Linked DNA regions of Gossypium arboreum: region 2 is linked to region 1. Evidence: chromatin contacts called from public Hi-C data. All regions are on one chromosome and are shown on one strand. Each heading gives the region's core, a stretch centred on a gene start, on an enhancer-like site or on the middle of the called end of the contact. The rest is flanking DNA. Distances are from core to core; before and after follow the strand shown.

Region 1 (4,532 bases), core at 780-3,279:
AGTCCCATGTTTACTGTGATTATTTATAAACACTCAAGCTTACCCGCTCAGCAATGCTATGTGGATCTGTGGCCTGTCCTCGTCTAGCCCTCACCCTCGGACGCATTGGTGGTGGATGTGGTCCAGCAGCAACAGTAGCTGGCACTGGTTGTCCATGGAAAACCTGGAAAGTTATACAAGTCGTATCACCAATTATAGAATTTATAGAAGAAGGTACAACTAACATCAACACCATCTCTCCTCTCGTCAAGGTAAGAAAAAAAAAAGGGTAAATGAAGAAATATCATTAAAGCAGATAATCGATTGAGGAGACAACAATCTTATTGTTATTTAAAAATAAATATCTGGATTCTAAGCATGCAGCTGTGGAAAAATGAACAAAAATCTTGACGGATAGCTCCCTATGATAAAATGTCTTGACCGTGACTAATACTTTCAATCTATTTTAATAAGAAAAAGGAATCTCAGATCCCTCTTTCTTCTGTAATAATTTTAACTTCTCCACATTTTCCAACATAACAAGACTGTTCCGAAATTTGACAACTTCCACAGGTAACTGAACTCTTATTAGATGTTGACATATTTTGGCAACTAGGGACATGAAACCTACCAAAGGAAAATATTCCAAATTCAATTGAAAAAGTATAATTTTAATACAAATTAAGGAAGCAACGACAGTCTACCAGTCACTTATACGGCCTTTGGTGCAACACAAAGGAGAGATATTACAAAATTTTCTGTCCCTAGCTTGAAAGTTTCAAGTTTCAACCATGTGTTCTCTACTCCTAGAAAAGTAAAACTTCCTTTTTACTCTTGTTTATTTGCTTGTGCAGGTTTGCCGCTAACCAGCAGTTGATTCAGACTCATGCTTGATTGAATAATTGAATAATGATCAACTGCCAATTAGATTATGTCTCTTAAAAAGTCCTAGAAGAACCTTCATGTATCCTTTCCTTTGTCAATTACCGAAACATGGCATCTCACAACAGTAACTCCCAACCCACCCTGCTCCAAATATTTGTCATTCTTTCTCTTGTCTTCTCTGCTATTAGACACAAACACACATGACATAACAACATGATAATAATAAAATCAAACAGACAAATTCGCTGTCACCCACAGTCGACAATAAAAAGAAAAAATAATAATGTAACAAGGACAATAAAACATGCTTTAGTTAGTGGGAAAAAGAGAAATAAAGAAATTTATCAAATATTAGCTTAGCTCCTTACTTAAGTTTCTAAAACGAATTTACTATTTAAAATCAGTATTTTTATCCTTTTAGGGAACCAAACAAACACAATGACACAAGGGCAAATTATTAAATGAAAAATACAAAGAATTCATAGATTACTATTTTTTTTTCTTACGTTTTTAACAGAAAAAGCTCTGCCATCAACAACCTCGTCGCGGAAGCGCTTGCTGCTACCGGATGCTTCCTCGGGCTTCAAAAACCCACCTTTTCCTTGCTCCAAGCTCAATCCCAATGGAAAAACCTGTCCGTGAAACGCACCGCCTCCACCGCCGCCTATTGCGCCGATGTGTCCGGTGCCACCGCCGGAGCTAAGCTGCAGATGCATTGGCGCTCCAGCCGTCGTGGCGTTTCCAGACAATCTACCGTCGGGCCCCGCTAAGCCAGTCTCAGTAGGCGCGAAGTGGGGGAGTCCGAGGATTTGTTCGAGGAAATCATCAGCGGGGGACTCGTTGGGGTTATTAGCCATGGATTGAAGTGAGTCGAAGTGGCGAGTTAAGGCTACCAAAGAGCATCTACATGCAAAAAGGAAATGGCTAAAGAGAATCGAACCAAACAAAAAAAGATAAACTTTTCTTTTAGGGAAAAAAAAGAAGAAGTCTTTTTCTTTTCCTTTCGTTTGATCTTTCTCTGTCCCTGAGGAGACTAAGAAAGGGAAAGTTCAGAGTTTTAGCTTAGCTTGAACTTTCCTTTTTCTGAAAGAGAAACGGAAAGTGGGAGAGAGAAAAACAGAGGAATGAAAAAGAGTGTTGGGTTTTTTGTTCTAGCATTTCGTAATCATGCACCCGCCCTCACATGATATTATTTTCAATAAAATCTAAAATATTCATCTTTATTTTAATGAGGTGCCATATCATCATTTGACTTATCATTGTGACAAATGTGATGCTTTTTTTTTTTTTGTAAAAAAGGGAAAAAAGAAAAATTAAAGTAAAAAAATTTACGCTGATTAACAAAATGGGGTTGCCAATAAGTCCCAAGCTTGACAAGGTTTTATGAATTTATTTAGTCTAACTTTGTATTTTTTTTTTTTGGCGGGGGGTTGGTAATTATGACAATAGCAATAGTAAGATATAATTGTAAATGTAATACCCCTATCTGTATTTATTGTCGAAATAGGGTACGAGATATTACTAGAGTTTACAAGTTAATTTTTTTTTTCAATATAACCCATTTTATAAATATCTAACCTTCCCTGAAATTTTAAACTAAAAATAATCCACATCAACCAATTCAATTCAACATATTTTCAATATAGGTTAACGCATATATATTCACGCATATTTATAAGATAACATCATCGCATACCAAAACCAAGATTTGTTAGCCATACAATTGGCTGACCTTACATTCATTTCGCAGAATCATTTACTTTATTAGCTTATATATGCCATTGATTTCCAAAATAAAGTTTTTTTATATACCGAAATCCTGAGGTTGATAGTGTGATGTGTCTTCGACCAAATCCGACCTCCGAGCTCTTAATACTACAAAACAGGAGAAAGGAAACAGGGTAAGCACTTTGTGCTTAGTAAGCTCATGTAACAAGAATTATACTTACCTAATATTTTCAATACAATACAATAAGCATTCATATATCCATTCAATGCATTATTACCCTAACATGCACAAACTCAACATTCAAGTTAGTACAATAATTTCCATGTACCAATAATATATACTATGATTGATGAGCTCATCAATACCATGATTTCCATTTCCTTATATTTTTTTTTCATATTTATCCCGTTGAATTTCTTGGAATTTTCGATGGATTTTCAGAGGTACACTTTTAGTGTACATTTTCGGGTCTGTCAATTCATATTCATGTATGCACATTTCCATTTCAGAGAGCACACTCATGAACCTCATCCTTACATGGGATTACCGGTCAGGCTAAATCCTCAGAATATAAACTCATAGAGTATTGTTGGGATTACTAGTCCAGGCTAAATCCCCTGCAACGACAATTACTCTAATGAGCGTGGATCTAAATTACCAGTCCAGGCTAAATTCAGACCCTAATTCGGATTACCCGTCCGGGCTAAATCCATTTTTCACATATTCTTCAGGAGGGTTATATCAGGATAGGATCACCCGTCCGGGCTAGATCCTTTTTATAGTCAATTTCTTTTCAGAGATCCATCGAAATTTCTTTTCATTCAACCGAGATTTCTTCCCATTTTTTATCAAATATATCAATGTTTCATAAATTTTCATACAATGAACTTTCAAATCATATTCACATCAATAACATACATTTCAAGCATTTAAGAATATAATTCAAGTTACATGAACTTACCTTGATACTTGTTCGTGTACAAAAATCTACTAATCTTGAACTTTTTCCTTTTCTCGATCTAGCTTCGTATTTGAATCTTCTGGATCTAAATAAATAAATTTAATTATCAATTTAATACATTTCATGTTCATATGCAATAATTTCTATAATTTCATTATTATTATTTATAGTTTATTCAAAGCTGTCTATTTGAGTCATAGTCACTAAATCATTTATAACTTGAGCTACGGAACTCCAAACTAAGATCTGTTAATTTTCCCTGAAATTAGACTCATATATCTTCTTACCATAAAATTTACAGAATTTTTGGTTTAGCCAATAAGTACAGTTTATTTTTTTAAAATCACCCCTATTCTGCTGTCTGACAGTTCTGATCCTTCTTCACTAAAAATTAATTATCTCTTCATACAGAACTCAGATAATGTTCCCGTTTATTTTTCTTGAAAATAGACTCATTTAGGATTCTATACATATAAATTTAAGTCCCTAATTATTTTTATTAAATTTTTTATGATTTTTCAAAGTCAGAATAGGGGAACTCGAATTCATTCTGACCTTGTCTCACAAAATTCATTATATCTCATGATTTACAGATCCATTGCTTACACCGTTTCTCTATGAGAAACTAGACTCAATAAGCTTTAATTTCATATTTTTTTCATCTTCTAATTTGATTCCTAAAATTTATGGTGATTTTTCAAAGTTAGTCTACTGCTGCTGTCTAATATTGTTTTAGTGCAAGCTGTTTATTACCATTTTTCCCTTAAGCTTTTAATAAATAACAATTTCGTCCCTACTCAATTAGCTTCTCAACTAAGCTGATTTTTTTTTCAATTAACACTTTATTCTATCACCTTAAACTAGTTTACAACCTTTAGGAATCAAAATTTCAGCAATAGACTTTAATTCCAAACATTTTGACAATTAGGTCTTAAAAATCAATTTCTATTGAAATTACCTAATAAAATCATCTCATAA
Region 2 (4,532 bases), core at 1,277-3,776, 190 kb before region 1:
GGGACTAAATTGAAAATTGTCATGAGATTATGCTATAGATAGAAAGTACAAGTTCTCTAATGAAAGAATGTGAAATCATATTTTGATATGATATTAAATATTGAAAAATACAAGTATCTTTAATATAGGGACTAATATGAATAAAATGTAAAATATGGTTGACTATGTATTTGATTGTGTATTGGACTTAATAGTTGGTATAAATGGTTGAATTGATTGGAAATGTGATCGTAGTTGCTCCGGTAATGAATGTGGCATGTTGAAGCTCAAACCTGACGATCGGGTCGGGTACTCCTTCCTAACATAACCCTGATAACTTGGGTCCCTCTAGCATAAGGGGTTTTTAAATTAAACACTAATGGATCATCTATTGGTAACCAAGGAAAGGGAAAGGCTAGCACTTTAATCAGAAATGATAGAGGCAAATGGATTGGAGGATGCTTCAGGCATATTTTGCTCGTCACCAGTGTCGAAGCTTTACTTTGGGCAATTAGCGATGGGTTAGCCTTAGCTTTACATCACAATATTGCTCATCTTGAATTTGAAAGTGATGCCACTACTGATGTTAGTTTTATCTGTAATAGTGAAACTAACAAATCTTGTTTCGTCTACACTTGTGAATGGTTGCAGGTCACTAATGTCTAAGTTCGTTTCGACTTCACTCAAGCACATTTATAGGGAGGGTAACCAAAGTGCAAACCAGTTAGCTCAACTAGAGAACAACTTTCAACAGGATAACTAAAGCACCGTTTGTAATAGAAAGATTTGTGCTTTTGTGGGGAACCCTCGACTTGTATTGAAGCGCTCTTAAAATTTGATGCCTATAAATTCACTATGTATCGAGTCTTAATTGAATCAATATTATCGTTCCATTTAGACAAAACAAAAGTATGAAAAAACAAAACTCAAAGAAAGCCACTTTTCATATCCATTGATAGTCAAAACAAAGCTGTAAAGGCTTTATAAATTAATTGATCACAGTTCTCAAAAACAGTTCCAAATATCGGGTTCATGTTGAAAACTCAAATGCGAAATTGTTAAAGTTAGGAATAAATGAGATACATTGAAATTTTGTTAGGCCTATATAAGCTAATCATTCAATAAAAACCCTACTATTTTTATGCACTAAATCTCTTATAGCACGTTTGGTTCACTAAAATGAAATAGGACTATAATAAAATAACCATTCCGTGGGAATGGAACAATGTCATAATTGAATGAGTATTATCATAGTATTTATGCGTTTAGTTGAGAGAAATAGATATATAATAATAATAAAAAAAGCTCAAATGACGAATAGGCCCTTTAATATTTTAATGTATTTTTCACATCAATTTAATATTAAAGAATAATATTTAAATATAAAATATTAAAATATTTTATATTTATATTTTTTGAAATTTTGAAATAATATTTTATATTAAATTATATATTAAAAAGAATTTTTTATTTTCTCCATCTTCTTCATCTTGGTTGGTCTCTTCTTTCTCCCAAATTCATCTTTTATCTTCCTCCCCAAATTTTAACGAAACCTCCAACAATGGCTAACCATAAGAGCTCCTAGTATCCATTCATATGCATGCAATTAACAGGTTCATAATATTGCATGAGCAGGACAGTAACTTTTATGATGCATGACCAATGATTCAATTCTTTAATCTTAAGAAATCATGACATATTTGTGCTGAACCAAAAAATACTGTAGTGGAAGTAAACTGATTATATTCACGCATTAGAATTCATATTGGTCGAATTTAACAACTTGCTGATACAAGAGCAGCAACTGCCGGCGAACTCCCAGCAAGTAAAACCAAGTCTCAAGTAAAGCCCATATAGGCACTTTTAATCGCAATTTCTAGTACTTCTATTCACGGATTGCGTTAAGGCTTTCCTTAAACCGTCGATGATAACAGTTATTAGCACAAATAAAGGAAACTATTGACATTTTTAACCTCAAGTAGCACATTAAATATGCTTCTGATTTAAAAACTCAAAGAAGTGTCGCAGCACTTAAAAGGAAATGGTGCTAACTATGGCCTGATTAATTTGTAAATGACCACGTATAAAACTGAATACAGGAGACAAAATTCTATAAAGCTTTGTGAACAATACAATTTCACAGCCAATAAGCAATTTTTGAGCAAGCAGTGAACATACGCAAAAATAAAAGATGTAGAAGGAATATAATCAGAAGTATATATAATAGAACTATTATACTCCAATCCATGTATTTGGAATATCCAAGTCTAACACTTACTCCATGGGCTCAGCTCTTAACGCTGCCCTTGAAGGACATGCTTAAAATATATAACGAGGATGGATGAGAGGGCTGTCGGTTTAGATGGTGAGAATTTGGGGTTAATTTTTTATTTCACACGGTCAATCATCCATTCAGTAAAGGGACGATCGACCAAACAATTGAAGTACCGTAATCCATTTACATTCTCCCAACCGAACATACTCTAAATAGCAAAATTTTAAATTATTATATTTGGTAGGGACCGCGCGTACGCAGGCCCCCTCTCTCACAAATTATGACGTACACTCTCCCACTTGGGGAGATGTTAAGCTGGCGCCCTCACCAAGTGCAATGTGAGTCGCCAACCTAGGCCATGGGCCTCATTGATCGCCCATACGCCCCGTCCAGGTAAGTGAGTTTAACGTTGGTGCTCACATTCCTTTTATAAGTTCTCCTAGCACTAATCTCCTTATGCAGCACGATGTGGGACAAATAACTTAAAAACATAAATAATAAACCCAACATGTCGGTGAGGAAAGATGGAATTTTTTCTGTGAATGTGTTTCTGAGACTCGGCAACTGCTAGTTAAGACTTCCAACTTGTGGGTGGGTTTCTTCCCTAATGAAGGGCTTCAGGCAGCCCTTTGTTTTAAGATAAAATGCTTTTCTTCTTTATTTGGCTTTTACTGGTTTCTAGTTTCGCTTTAAAGCTTCATTGGTCTTGTTGAGAAATTGAGCATCATTTTTGGGTTAAATCAAAAAATGGTTTCCTTTTTGCCTCTTTTTGCAGAAGCTCGGAGGTGTGCAGTGCTGAGCACTGATTAGCTGAGAATTGACAGTCAAAGATGTGATTACCGTCAGCTTCTGGACGGTGAAGGTACCACTGCAGGTCTATTCTATTCAGATTAATGGGGTAGAAACGCCATTCTCTGGGGATAATGTTAGTTTGAATTCGCAATCTGATGATGATGATGCATACAGACCATCTGTTCCAACCATTATCAACATCCACAAAGACTAATACTTCTCTTCCAATTGTATTTGCATATCAATTGATTATCCATTAGTTGCAACAGGTGTGAAGTAATTAGAAGTCTTATCTAACAGTACTTTTGTGGGTTTCATTGCAGAGTAAAAAGTTATATAGCTTGTTCAGTCATCTGTGATCACCTTAACATAATGTTCAAGTTCATTTCGTATATTTGTAAATTTAGTTTATAATAAGCACATGGATGCATACTTACTCATAATTATGTCTTTGCACAAGCTAATTAAGAAGCATTAACAGCAGAAAATTAGCTGCATGAGTTTTATGCCTACTTGTCTCACTCTCCACCTAGCACTTATTTTGGAGATTGAGTTCATCTTCATGAAACTTTCTTTTCCTAGTGCTTTTTAATCTTTTAACGTTGTCTGGCAAGCGCTGTGTTGAATTTGCAGTTAATGCTACATTACTTGCATTCTCTATGACCTATATTTGTCTCTGCATCAGACACAAGCATGAATATGATACTTGTTATACTAAGATATTATCAGTGTCCGCTGTCAATTTAGTACAATATGGTAATAGAGATGAGTTTGGTTGGGTTGGGTTTAGTTGAGTTTTTCGAATGATACAGTTTCACTTCTTGATTTTTTATATTTAGGAATTTCGAATATATTTTATGACTTTTGGATGTTATATAAGATAATCAATAATACTTGTATAATATATTCTTTTGTTTTCATAAACCAGTTTTGATTAGTGTTATGCGAACTTTGACAATCACACCCTTGTAATTTATTGATTTGAATCCATGGGTTTGAAAATTTGACATCCATCATTTCCAACCTATTGAACCAAATTTATGAAAAATGAAATTTCATTCCATTCAACCATTCTCTACTCAATCGTCAACTTGAAATATGCTTAAAAGACTCGCAACGTCTACTTTGCCAGAAAAAACGAGTCAATCCTCCTTACTTTCCCTTTAAATTAACTTCAACTATCCCGACTTTCACTCATTTCTATTACTGCTCTCAATTTTCCCCTTACTCTTCTTTGACTCGTTGTTTACTATTGATTCAGCTGAATGCATCACCAATCCATAGCCTTTAAACCCCTCCAATCCCCTTTCCCGCCCCGCCTTCACCCTCCTAACGCTATCCCTTCTCGCCGCCTGTTTCCCCTCCATCTAAACACCACCGCTTATTCTCCCTGCTCTGCCTCTAGCTGCCGGAGTTTCCATATCCCTCTTCCCACTCACCCTCCTCGCTCCCTCCCCTCCTCCAACTCCACCAAAAACGCCGCCCT

Evidence for each region. A called contact is a pair of places that touch in the nucleus more often than the background predicts.
Region 2: a contact with region 1 is called in a Hi-C map of leaf, with 7 times the contacts expected there. The contact joins the promoter of LOC108473972 here to the promoter of LOC108470438 in region 1. A contact is called at or near these places in 2 of 5 Hi-C or Micro-C datasets (both in leaf).

What each region holds. Positions count from the first base shown.
Region 1 is chr11:14,815,974-14,820,505 of ASM2569848v2, reverse strand. It overlaps LOC108470438 (transcription factor UNE12-like), which reads right to left and starts at 2,029. Exons shown (of 7, transcript XM_017771748.2): 1 at 1,371-2,029; 2 at 44-163. The coding sequence starts at 1,721.
Region 2 is chr11:15,006,526-15,011,057 of ASM2569848v2, reverse strand. LOC108473972 (fructokinase-1-like) reads left to right here and starts at 2,526. Exons shown (of 6, transcript XM_017775813.2): 1 at 2,526-2,845; 2 at 3,030-4,532. The coding sequence starts at 4,312. LOC128284645 (U1 spliceosomal RNA) reads right to left here and starts at 2,655; the gene lies at 2,495-2,655.